3 separate regions of the Anas platyrhynchos genome follow, and all the other regions are linked to region 2. A link is a contact called in public Hi-C data. All regions are on one chromosome and are shown on one strand. Each heading gives the region's core, a stretch centred on a gene start, on an enhancer-like site or on the middle of the called end of the contact. The rest is flanking DNA. Distances are from core to core; before and after follow the strand shown. Region 1 holds the start of IRF2BPL (interferon regulatory factor 2 binding protein like). Region 2 holds the start of VASH1 (vasohibin 1). Region 3 holds the start of CIPC (CLOCK interacting pacemaker).

Evidence for each region. Hi-C and Micro-C count contacts between places; a contact is called where the count stands out from the background.
Region 1: a contact with region 2 is called in a Hi-C map of liver, with 2.4 times the contacts expected there. The contact joins the promoter of IRF2BPL here to the promoter of VASH1 in region 2. A contact is called at or near these places in 2 of 8 Hi-C or Micro-C datasets (liver and skeletal muscle).
Region 3: a contact with region 2 is called in a Hi-C map of F1 follicle, with 2.2 times the contacts expected there. The contact joins the promoter of CIPC here to the promoter of VASH1 in region 2. A contact is called at or near these places in 4 of 8 Hi-C or Micro-C datasets (F1 follicle, liver, skeletal muscle and 1 more).

Annotation. Positions count from the first base shown.
Region 1 is chr5:23,290,216-23,293,708 of IASCAAS_PekinDuck_T2T, forward strand. IRF2BPL (interferon regulatory factor 2 binding protein like) reads left to right here and starts at 1,708. Exons shown (of 1, transcript XM_038180056.2): 1 at 1,708-3,493. The coding sequence starts at 2,490. It overlaps LOC140002598 (a long non-coding RNA gene), which reads left to right. Exons shown (of 2, transcript XR_011809592.1): 2 at 1-450.
Region 2 is chr5:23,441,540-23,444,974 of IASCAAS_PekinDuck_T2T, forward strand. It overlaps VASH1 (vasohibin 1), which reads right to left and starts at 1,292. Exons shown (of 7, transcript XM_027458440.3): 1 at 754-1,292. The coding sequence starts at 1,041.
Region 3 is chr5:23,241,286-23,244,782 of IASCAAS_PekinDuck_T2T, forward strand. CIPC (CLOCK interacting pacemaker) reads right to left here and starts at 1,440. Exons shown (of 5, transcript XM_038180031.2): 1 at 1,303-1,440; 2 at 237-357.

The DNA.
Region 1 (3,493 bases), core at 458-2,957, 150 kb before region 2:
ATCCAGCGAGACTGATCTGGATTGCCCCTGCCCCGCCGCCGGTGTGGTGAAGGACGGGGAAGAGGGAAGGTGAGCAGCAGAGCGTGCCGCTACCCCGCAGGAGCCGCGCTGCCGTGGGTTTTAGCTCCGTCACGTTGCCACCGTTCAATCTATTTTCCCCTAACAGATGAGATTGATCCTGACAACTCGTTCCCTGTGAAGGTGCCACGGCGTGGCATTTATTTGCATTTACATTGCACTTCTCTTCATCAATCAGCTCGCAGAGATCGCCGCCGCTGCTAGCCGTATTGTTGCCGTGCTGACACTTCAGCCTTAAGTGCTGCTTGCGTAATGGCACGGTACGTGCCCGGGACCAAAGTTTAAATCGAGGTTTAATCATTACGGAAAAACAAACATATTTCCACGACTGTGTATCCTGCAAGTAAAAGTAAAGGCAGCTTGGTCGGGTCACAGATGCTAATCTCTGCTCTTTCTCTATTCACAAACTATAAAGGGAGTTGACAGCACCTGTAAATGGTTTGCTGAGGCTAGATTATATCTAAGGTGATTATTATTTACACCCACTATAAAGACTGCTCTTGTGAGCCAAGAAGTCTGTTCCTGGGAGGTGAGTGTTACCAAAAAAGGCCTTTCTTGCAGGAGGGTTCAGTGGAGCGAGGAGCCAGGGCGAGGGGCGGCCGGAGCACACCGAGCTCCTTGTTGTTTGTGCTGGGTTTGAGCAGCCCACGGAGCGAAAGGCAGGCGGGATGTTCTGCGAGCCCGCAATCCTGGCGTTCAGGACGCAGCCCCGGCTCTCGCAACCTGAGTTTTTAGCGCAGGGCCGACCTTTTCCACAGCCCACTTCTGCTTCTCCCATGCAGCTCGAGGCGGGGCAGTGCGAGGAGCTGACCGCAGCGAGCATGTGCCCGCTCGCTCAGCTCAAGCCACCCCGGCACAGCAACCCCACGGCCGCGGCTGGGGCGCAGCGGCTGGCAGCGAAGGCGTTTCCTTGCCCGGAGGCGCCTCCGCGATGCCCGCAGCCGTGGCGGCGCTGCGAAATCCCCCCCCCTCCGCTCCTCTTCCTCCCCCAGGGCTCGCTCCCAGCCCGCTCTCCCCGTGCTCGCCGCTTCCCCTGCAACCTTCGGGGGTTTCGCCATCCCCCGGGGGTGCTGCGGGGCCGCCACCGCCGGAGCCCCCCGGGGGGCGCCGCAGCCGGCAGCGGGGGCGCGGCGCAGGCGCTGCGCTGGGGAGGAGGCGGCGGCGGCGCGCACACGCCGTGCACGGAGCGCGCGGCCCCGCGGCAGCTCGGGGGCGCGCCCGTGACGCAAAGGCAGCCCCGTGCCAGGCCGGGCCGCCCCGCAGGGCGGCGGCTGCGGCTGTTGGGGGGGGGGGGGGGGAGGAAGAGGAGGAGGGGGAGGAAGGCTGCGCCTTTTGTTTTTGGAGCGGGGCTGCCGGGGGGGGGGGTTAAAGGAGCCATTTAAAGGAGGAGGAGTGGGGGGGGAAGGGAGGAAGGCGTGTGCGCGCACAGCGCCGGGGAAACCCAGTGTCCCCCCGCCGCTCAGACACACCCCGCCCGGCCGGGGGGGGGACACCAACACCCCCCCCCCCCCATACACACACACACACACACACACAGCACGCCGCCGGGCCGTGCACGTGCTGCCCGGGCACGGAGAGGCGGGGGCGCGCCCGGCGGGCACGCGCCCCGCGCAACAAGTGGGGCCGGGGGGGAAGGGAGCGGGGGGCGGGCGCTCGGCGCTGACGCGGGGGGCCCCGCCCGGGTTCAGCCGAGCCGAGCCGAGCCGGGAGAGCGGCGGGGAGGAGGAGGAGGAGGAGGAGGAGGAAGGGGGGAGGAGGAGGGCGGCGCGGGGGGAGCGCGGCGCGGAGGAGGGGGCGCGCAGGGCAGGCACACGCGGCGGCGCGCAGCAGCAGCACCCCGCGCTCGGACCGCGAGCAGCGGCGAGGATGTGAGTGCGGAGCAGGCGGCGCCGCCCGGCACGCTGCTGCCGCCGCTGCCCCCCGGCCGCCCCCGCTCCGGGTCGCCGCTCAGGACCAGGAGGAGCCGCCCCAGCCCCGCCGAGCCGCAGCAGAAGCAGCAGCAGCAGCAGCGGCGGCGGCGCTCGGCAGCCGGCGGACCGCGAGCGAGCCGGGCAGCCGCGGCGGGTGGAAGGTGACCCCCCCCCCGCCTCCCTCCGCCTCCTCCCGGAGGAGGAGCAGCGGCGGCGGAGAGCTAGAGAGCGCAGGGAAGCGGCTGCTCGGAGGAAGAAGGCGCCCCCCAGCCCAGCCCGGCCCCCCGGAGGAGCCGGCCGAGCCCTTCCCCAGCCCGGCGGCGGGACCCGGCGGGAGCCGCTTCAGGAGCGGGCGAGCCCCCCGCCGCCCCTCGCAGCGCCGCCGGGAGCACCGGGAGCAGGTACGGAGCCCCCCCCCTCCCGCCGCAGCAGCCCGGGGGGGACGAGCCAGCCAGCCCCTTCGCCGGCGGCAGCGGCAGCAGCGCCCCGGCCAGCGGCACCATGTCCGCCGCGCAGGTGTCGTCGTCCCGGCGGCAGTCGTGCTACCTGTGCGACCTGCCCCGCATGCCCTGGGCCATGATCTGGGACTTCACCGAGCCCGTGTGCCGGGGCTGCGTCAACTACGAGGGCGCCGATCGCATCGAGTTCGTCATCGAGACGGCCCGGCAGCTCAAGCGGGCGCACGGCTGCTTCCAGGACGGGCGCTCCCCGGGGCCCCCGCCGCCGGTGGGCGTCAAGGCAGTGCCCCTCTCCGCCAAGGAAGCGGCGGCGGCGGCGGCCCAGCAGCAGCTCAACCATGTGGACGCCTCCTCCAAAGCGGCCTCGGCGGGGCTCGCCCAGTCCAGCCTGGATCGCTACGGGCTCAGCGCCGCGGCGGCCGAGCAGCGCAGCCGCTTCGAGTACCCGCCGCCACCCGGCAGCCTGGGCGGCAGCCACGGAGCCCGGCTGCCCAACGGGCTGGGGGGCCCCAATGGCTTCCCCAAACCTCCCGAGGACGGGCCCCCGGAGCTCAACCGGCAGAGCCCCAACTCCTCGTCGTCGTCCTCCTCCTCCCGCCGCGGCACGCACGGTGGGCTGGTGTCTGGCCTGCCCCCGGGGGCTGCGGGTGCCCAGCTGAACGTGCCCCCCAACCTGCTGCCGCAGACCCTGCTCAACGGGCCCGCCGCCTCCGGCGTGGCGCTGCCCCCACCGCACGGGGGTCTGGGTGGCCGTGGCGGTGGCGGGCCCCCGGCCCCCTCCGCTTCCTCCCAAGGGGGCACCTGCGGCGGGGGCAGTGGCGGTGCCGGGGGTGGCGGTGGCTCCTCGTCGGAGGCCTGTGGCAAGCGGCCGGGCTCGGTGTCCAGCAGCGACCAAGAGCGGGAGCTGAAGGAGAAGCAGCGCAATGCCGAGGCGCTGGCTGAGCTGAGCGAGAGCCTGAGGAACCGGGCTGAGGAGTGGGCCAGCAAGCCCAAGATCGTGCGGGACACGCTGCTGACGCTGGCCGGCTGCACCCCCTACGAGGTGCG
Region 2 (3,435 bases), core at 42-2,541:
AGGAGCTCAGATCACACACTGCTCCAGAGTTCCTCGTGGAGAGTGGTGCTGATTGCCTGTGCACTGTATAACACCACGGTTTCGCTTACTTCAATTTTCCATCCCAAGGAATTAAGTCCTTGCAATAGGAAGCCTGAGCAGAAAACCCTTCATCCTTTTGTATTTGAATTTCCCCTAACAGCATGATGGGAACACTCCCCTAGTTGGTCAATGGAGTGACACACCAAGTGTTTGCAGTGCCTTTTGTTCACAGGATGCCAAAGGAAAGGGGAGCTTTTTCTCCAGCTGAGGTGCAACAGCAGACAGCAGCTATGGCCAGGGTTCGGTTCACATGTGAATGATTCAGTCCAGCACAAGGTTAAGCGAAACGATCATCGGTTCCTCTTTCCACAGAGCGCTCTGCAGCAAGGCCAGGGATGCACTCAGAAACCCCAGCTGGCCCTACACCAGCAACAGGCTCTGTGTTAGATGACTCCTCTTACAACTCCTGGGCATCAGGGGTCCCTTCTCCCACCGGCACGGCTCTGTGCAAGAATCCCTCATGCAGACGGACCCAAACCCGGCTTCTTCTGCTTCAGCGCCTCACCTGGCTTCTCACCCCAACTCTCTGGCCTCCAGCCTCACTCCCTCACCCCCCATCACCCACCCGGCCCCCAGGGACCCTGCCCCGAGCCTCCGCTCCCTCTGTACGCCCTGCGGGGCCCGGGCCGGGCCGGGCAGCGCCTTGTGGGGGGGGTCCCCGCGGGCTCTCACCTTGGGCAGGTCGGAGGCACCGCGGATCCTCTGCGCCACCCGCTCGCCCTCGGGGTGGATCCTGGCCACATGCCGCCACATCCGCTCCCAGGTGGGCTCGTCCACCGGCAGCCCGCCGCGGTTGACGAAGAAGGGCACGCCGCCGTCGCGCAGATCCTCCTCGCCTTCCTCCTCCTGCTCCTCCTCCCGAGCCGGAGCCGGAGCCGGAGCCGGAGCCGGAGCCGCCGCCGCCGCTTCGCCGCCCGGGGGGCGCCTGGCGGCGGCCCCGCCGCCCCCCGGCATCGGCATCGCCGCCCGCTCTCAGCGCCCGCCGCCCGCCGCCGGGCCCCCGGGGGCCTCGCCCCGCATGGCCCGGCCGCGGAACCGGGGCCGGCAGCTCCCCCGGGGCAGCCTCACGCCGAGGGGGCTCGCATCGGGCCGCAACGGGGCTGGGGGCGGAGGGGGCCGGGCCTGCCGCCGGGGCTGCCCCCGCCGCGCCGCCTCCCGAACGCTCCGCGGGGCGGGCGGAGACAGCGGCCGCCCCCCCGGCCGGGGCTGCTGCTGCCGCTGCTGCTGCTGCTGCATGCGGGGTAACAAAGCCGCCGCGCCCCGGAGGGGCCGGGCAGGGACCGGCCCCGCTCCGCCCAGCCCCGCTCCGCCCAGCCCCGGCGGCTTGCGGGGCCCGCCGGGCTCCCGCTGCTGCTGCCTCCCGGGGTGATAAGGCCGGGCCCGGCTGGGCCGGGAGATAACGGGCGGCGATGGAGCAAGCAAAAAGAAAAAAACCAGGTGTTTTGGTCTGCTTTCACAGCCTGGTTGCAGCCCTCCCGCGGTGTGGCAAAACATAGCTCAGAGTGGGCTCAGCAAAATGCAGGTCTGGGAGCCCCTCCGCACCCCGCATGCTGCCAGCACCACGCTGGCCTCTCACAGACCCCATGGGCACGGGCAGGGCTGCTGGCCATGTTTCCTCCCCGCCCGTGTCATATGAACGTCCCAGATGTCATTAATGCGTTTATGGGAGCTCTAGCATAAAGGTATTTCCTAACTTGGACGCCAAGTGAAAGAGGCACATACCCAGCAACGTGTCAGCTGTTGAGGAACCTGCTAAAGGGCATCCTGAAATGTTGCCTTCAGCAAGCCACACAAAGGGCTGTTGTTTGGCAGCAGGGCAGGGGATGAAGGAAACACATCCTGGGGATGGTTGCTGTGGGATCTGCAGTCCTGAGAACTGGGAATAACCTTTATGGAGACTGCCAGAGGATTTCGGAGTGAAATGCCACTTTTCCTGTAATGTTCTGCAGGCAGATGTTCACATGAGATTATTTCTGAGGGCACAATACTTGAATGCAGCATCTGTTTTCAACTCAACATTGCCCAAATTGCCAAAAAGTGAATTTTCTCTCAGGAAAATTAAGCTAAATGCATGCCCCTTCTTCTTCCTTTCTCCAGCCTCCAAAAAAGGCTACCAGTAGTGCTTCATGCAACCTACACTGACTTCCATAATACTTAGCCCATACTTCTCTGAGTGAGGATTTTCTGTTGTGTGGGGACTTCGAGCAGTGCTGATCAATCATTTCTGTAAGATTTCTAGTGTCACAGTTGTCTTTGCCTCTTACCTGTGTGCAAGTGGGGACTGGTGGAAGTTGACTCCTTATATGGAGAGGCAGCAGAGCCTGTGGCAGCAGCCACTACAGCCCCTGAGCAGACATGGTTGGTCCAACCAGTTCACTATGCCTGTTCCACGATCCCTTCTTCCCCTAGCTCCTCTCCAAACGCAGGACCAGAAGTGTGCCCAGCATGAGATGGCGGCTTAGTGCCATACTGGGGGACAGCACCGTTTTTTTCGTGGAGTGGCAGGTGTAGTTGCAGTGACAGCACGAGGGAAAGGACAATGCAAAGCTTTTAAGTGCTTCTGTTGGAGCTGTGTTGCCTCCCCTGGCTTAAATTTAAGTACAGCTGCCATAGAAGCAAGGATGTTGGCTTCAGTTTTGAACTCCGTCACTAATTCATGGTTGGTCATTCTCATTGCCTTCTGTGCTTCAGCTTTTCCCTCTATCAGAGGGAAATGCTGATAACCCTGACTTGCATCCAGAGATATATATATTTTGAAGATTAGTTAGCATTTGTGGCCCAGTAAGAATGATTCTTTTCTAAGAATTAAAGTGATGTGCTATAATAGAAGTGAAATACTATCCATGTATCTTTAATGCCTTGAAATGCACACTCAGAGGAAGTGTAGCTGATAATCTCCAGCAAGCCTCAAAATAAGGCTGATCAGGGGATTCTTTGTTTCAGTTTGTCTGAGTTAATTATTAGGCAGCGTCCCTCCCTTCTGGCCATCACTTAAATAACGTTGCGACAGCAGGAGATCAGTATTTTAAGGTAATAACACAGCACAATGTTTTGTTTAGTTGGGAAAGACCAGAGCAAACAGAGCCCAGCTGTGCTGAGTGAGCTGGTCCCTGCAGCGTGGACGGACCGTGCGTGGGGTGACAGCAGAGGACAGAGATGTCACCGCCTTGTCTCCGCAGCTGGCATTTCCGTGTCTGTGAATGTTGTTACCTGTGGCCCAGGCTGTGTAATGGATGGCAAACGCTGCCTCTCGTTGCTGGCAGCAGATTACTGTGGCTGTGACAAGCAGGGACTGGAAGGGGGAGGTGATTCTCCCCCCTCTACTCAGCTGTCATGAGAAGCCACCAAGAGCAC
Region 3 (3,497 bases), core at 190-2,689, 200 kb before region 2:
ATGAAATGCAGAAATTGTCTAATAATATTTGTAGAAATTATGTTCCTATGAAGCAACCCTTTCAAGTTGTGTCTCACATTAGAGCTGTGTATTTAAAATCACAAATACAGGAACTCAGGAGACCACACAGTGGTCAGATCAGCAGCCCATTAACTGCAGTATCCACTGATAACTATGTCAAATGACGCTGCAGCAGATGCATTCTGGAACAAACTATGCTGAAACGCAGATTTCACCTTAAATCCTGACAGCTGGTTGTCAGAATTCTGCTCTAAGTTCTTGATCCTGGGCACCTCCAGTGATGAACTCTGTACATTAGATAACTGTGCTGAGATGCTAGGGCGACCACCTACAAAACTACAAGCAAGACAGAAAAATGCTCAACAGAACAGAACAGAACTTCTTCAGTAGCCTTCTGCCTCATCTTTCTGTCTTCAGTCCCACCTGCTGACCTGCTAACAGATAGAGGACAGACATAACTACATAAAAGCAACCCAGATACCACCCCTCCTCTGGGACCCTTAACAGAATCTTCTAATGAAGTCTTGTCAAGGGATTCTGATCAGGTAACCCAATAAGAAAAGCATGTATTTTTATCAGAGAGGAAAAAAACGCTGGCACTGCAAGGTAAATATCAATATCTATGTCTTAATCAGTACGAATTTTAACTGGATTAAAAAATATTAAGCATAAATCCTGCTCCACTGTCTCTTCCACTAACAGAACAGCTCAGCTGAGTGCTCATGGCACAAACAAGTTTAAAGGGAAGATGATGGTTAAGTCCTGGCCCACGCTTCTATCGCTTACCCCCTCCAAAACAAAAGCATTTCTCTTAAGGAAACGATACGTATGGATGTTAATCCCCAAAAATCAGAACTGGACATGGAACGAGGGCTAGGCACGAGCTTAATGTGCACACCCCAGCTGCTGGCCTCACATCACAGGGTCACCGAGCACCCTGAGCAGGCAGGGACCGCGGGGCTCACTGCCCCAACCCCTGTGCCACAGAGGAGTACCCACACATCGAGCCCTGCCCCTGGCGCTCAGGGACCTCCTGCCCGACCCGCCCTGAGCCTGTCCCAGCGCCCGACCCTGGCTGCGGACCCTCTCCCCAACACCCGGCCCTGCCCCGTCCCGGCTCCACACCGCTCCCCCGGCACCCGGCACAGCAAGAGCCGCCGCATTTATTTCTCCTCCCTTCCTGAGAGCCTCCCCCGGGCCCTCCATCGCCGCCAGCCCCTCAGAGCCCCTCAGGGCCCCCCCCGAGCTCCGCGGCCGCCCCCGGGCCGCGCCGCCCCTCACCTGCCCGCGGGCCGCCTCAGCGCCGCCCGCTCCGCGCATGCGCGGCGCCGCCACCACCATGGCGGTCCCACCGCCCCGCCGCGCGCCTGCGCAGCGCCGCTGCCTGCCCCCCGCTAATGGCGGGAGGTGTCATGGCGGCGCCGCCTGAGGGGAGAAGGCGGGAAGGCGCGAAGGGGTGCGGCTGTAGGGGCACAGACGGCCCTCGGGTCTGTCATGGGAAGGGCTAGCCCGATTTGAAAGTCTTGTGGGGAGCTGCCTCACCGTCAGGGAGGTGGCGGGGAACTTTAGCTGGCTCTGTGCTTAGGGGGGCAGGCAGGTGAGCAGGGTGAGGAATTTGGGGTGCTGCTGGAGTTCCCAAGTGCTGTGTAAAAAGTGCAGTTCAGCGCCCTCACAGGAGTCCAGGCTGCTCTAGAACCTGTCATACCTCAGGAGTGGGAGGGTAACAAAAGCCACACACTAACAGCCACGTACAAAGTGAGGGAGGCAGCATCAAAGGTCCAAAGGCTTTAAGCTTGTCATCTCCAAGAGGAAAAACTGCAAATGGAGGAGCTGTCACGAGCAAATGGGGAGTAAAGGATACCCTTATTCTTCTACACAATAGGTAAATACAAGATAGTGAAAGGAGTGTTTGGATCTGCTTTCCATGAACTGCAGAAAAGCAAGGGCAAATAAATAGGTGGAAATGGATCTTTTGGATCAATGAATACAGCAAGAATAGCTATTCTTGTTCTAAGAACTCCATAAACACTGCCAGCACCCAGAAGTCTGTCAGAATGTTTTGCGTTTGGAGATGAAAAGCAACTTCATGAGAGAAAATGTAAAAGGGGTGTGTAGAAGGGCTGAGCAGCAACAATGATGTCCCTGAATAGAATCAGAGAATCAGAATACCCCAAGTTGGAAGGGACCCACAAGGATCATCGAGTCCGACTCCTGGCACCATACAGGTATACCCAAAAATTCAGACCATATGACTAAGTCCACAGCCCAAATGCTACTTAAACTCTGACAGGCTTGGTGCCGTGACTGTGTCCCTGGAGAGCTTGTTCCAGTGTGCAACAACCCCCAGTGAAGAACCTTCTCTTGATATCCAGCCTGAACCTCCCCTGTCACAGCTTTACACCATTCCTATGGGCCCCATTGCTGGTCACTAAAGAGAATAGATCAGTGCCTGCCCCTCCGCTCCCCCTCGTGAAGAAGCTGTAGACCACGATGAGGTCTCTCCTTAGCCTCCTCTTCTCCAGGCTGAACAGGCCCAGTGCCCTCAGCCACTCCAGCTACCATCTTAGTAGCCCTTCTCTGGACACTGTCCAGCAGTTTCATGTCCTTTTTGTACTGTGGTACCCAGAACTTCACACAGTGCTCGAGGTGAGGCCGCACCAGAGCAGAGCAGGACAATCACCTCCCTCGACTGACTAGCAATGCTGTGCTTGATGCACCCCAGGCTACAGTTGGCCCTCCTGGCTGCCAGTCCACACTGGTGGAATAAGCAGGTGAAAGTGGATCTTCTGCATCAATGAATACAGCAAGAATGGCTGTTCATGTTCTAAGAACTCCATAAACACTGCCAGCACCCAAAAGTCTGTCAGAATGTTTTGCATTTGGAGATGAAATGCAGTTTCATGAGAGAAAACAGAAAAGGGATGTGTAGAAGGGCTGAACAACAACAATGATTTCCCTGAAAAGCAATATATGAAAGAAATACTTTGTTACAATGGTCTTGTTTAAAAAAAAAAAAAAAAAAAAAAAGGAAACGTGCTTCTTTCAAAGATCAACATGATCTAATAATCACTGATTGGAAAAGAAAAGGACCTTTAATCTCAGCACAGCCTCGCAAATAACATGTCACATACAAATCAAATAAAAATGGCTGGGACGACATGAAATGACATTGCCATTTTGAAAAAGTGACAGAATGGGTTCTAGTCCTACTAATTCAAAGTGCTGTGAGAGAATGGTAATTACACATACTTCTAGAATGCATTTTTAAGTATTTAAACACCAGAGCTGTCTCTGAGTCTCTGAGTACATCTGAACAGGACTGTGAGATGTATGATATCTAGGCTGCAGATTTGGATCCCTTACAGTTTCAGATGTTTGGGTTCTGAGGAAAAGCATGTTAAGAATGCTGTTGCATCATGGTGTTTGCTCAGGCATGGTCCTGATTGCCGTATCCCCAGAAACAACCCTCACTGATG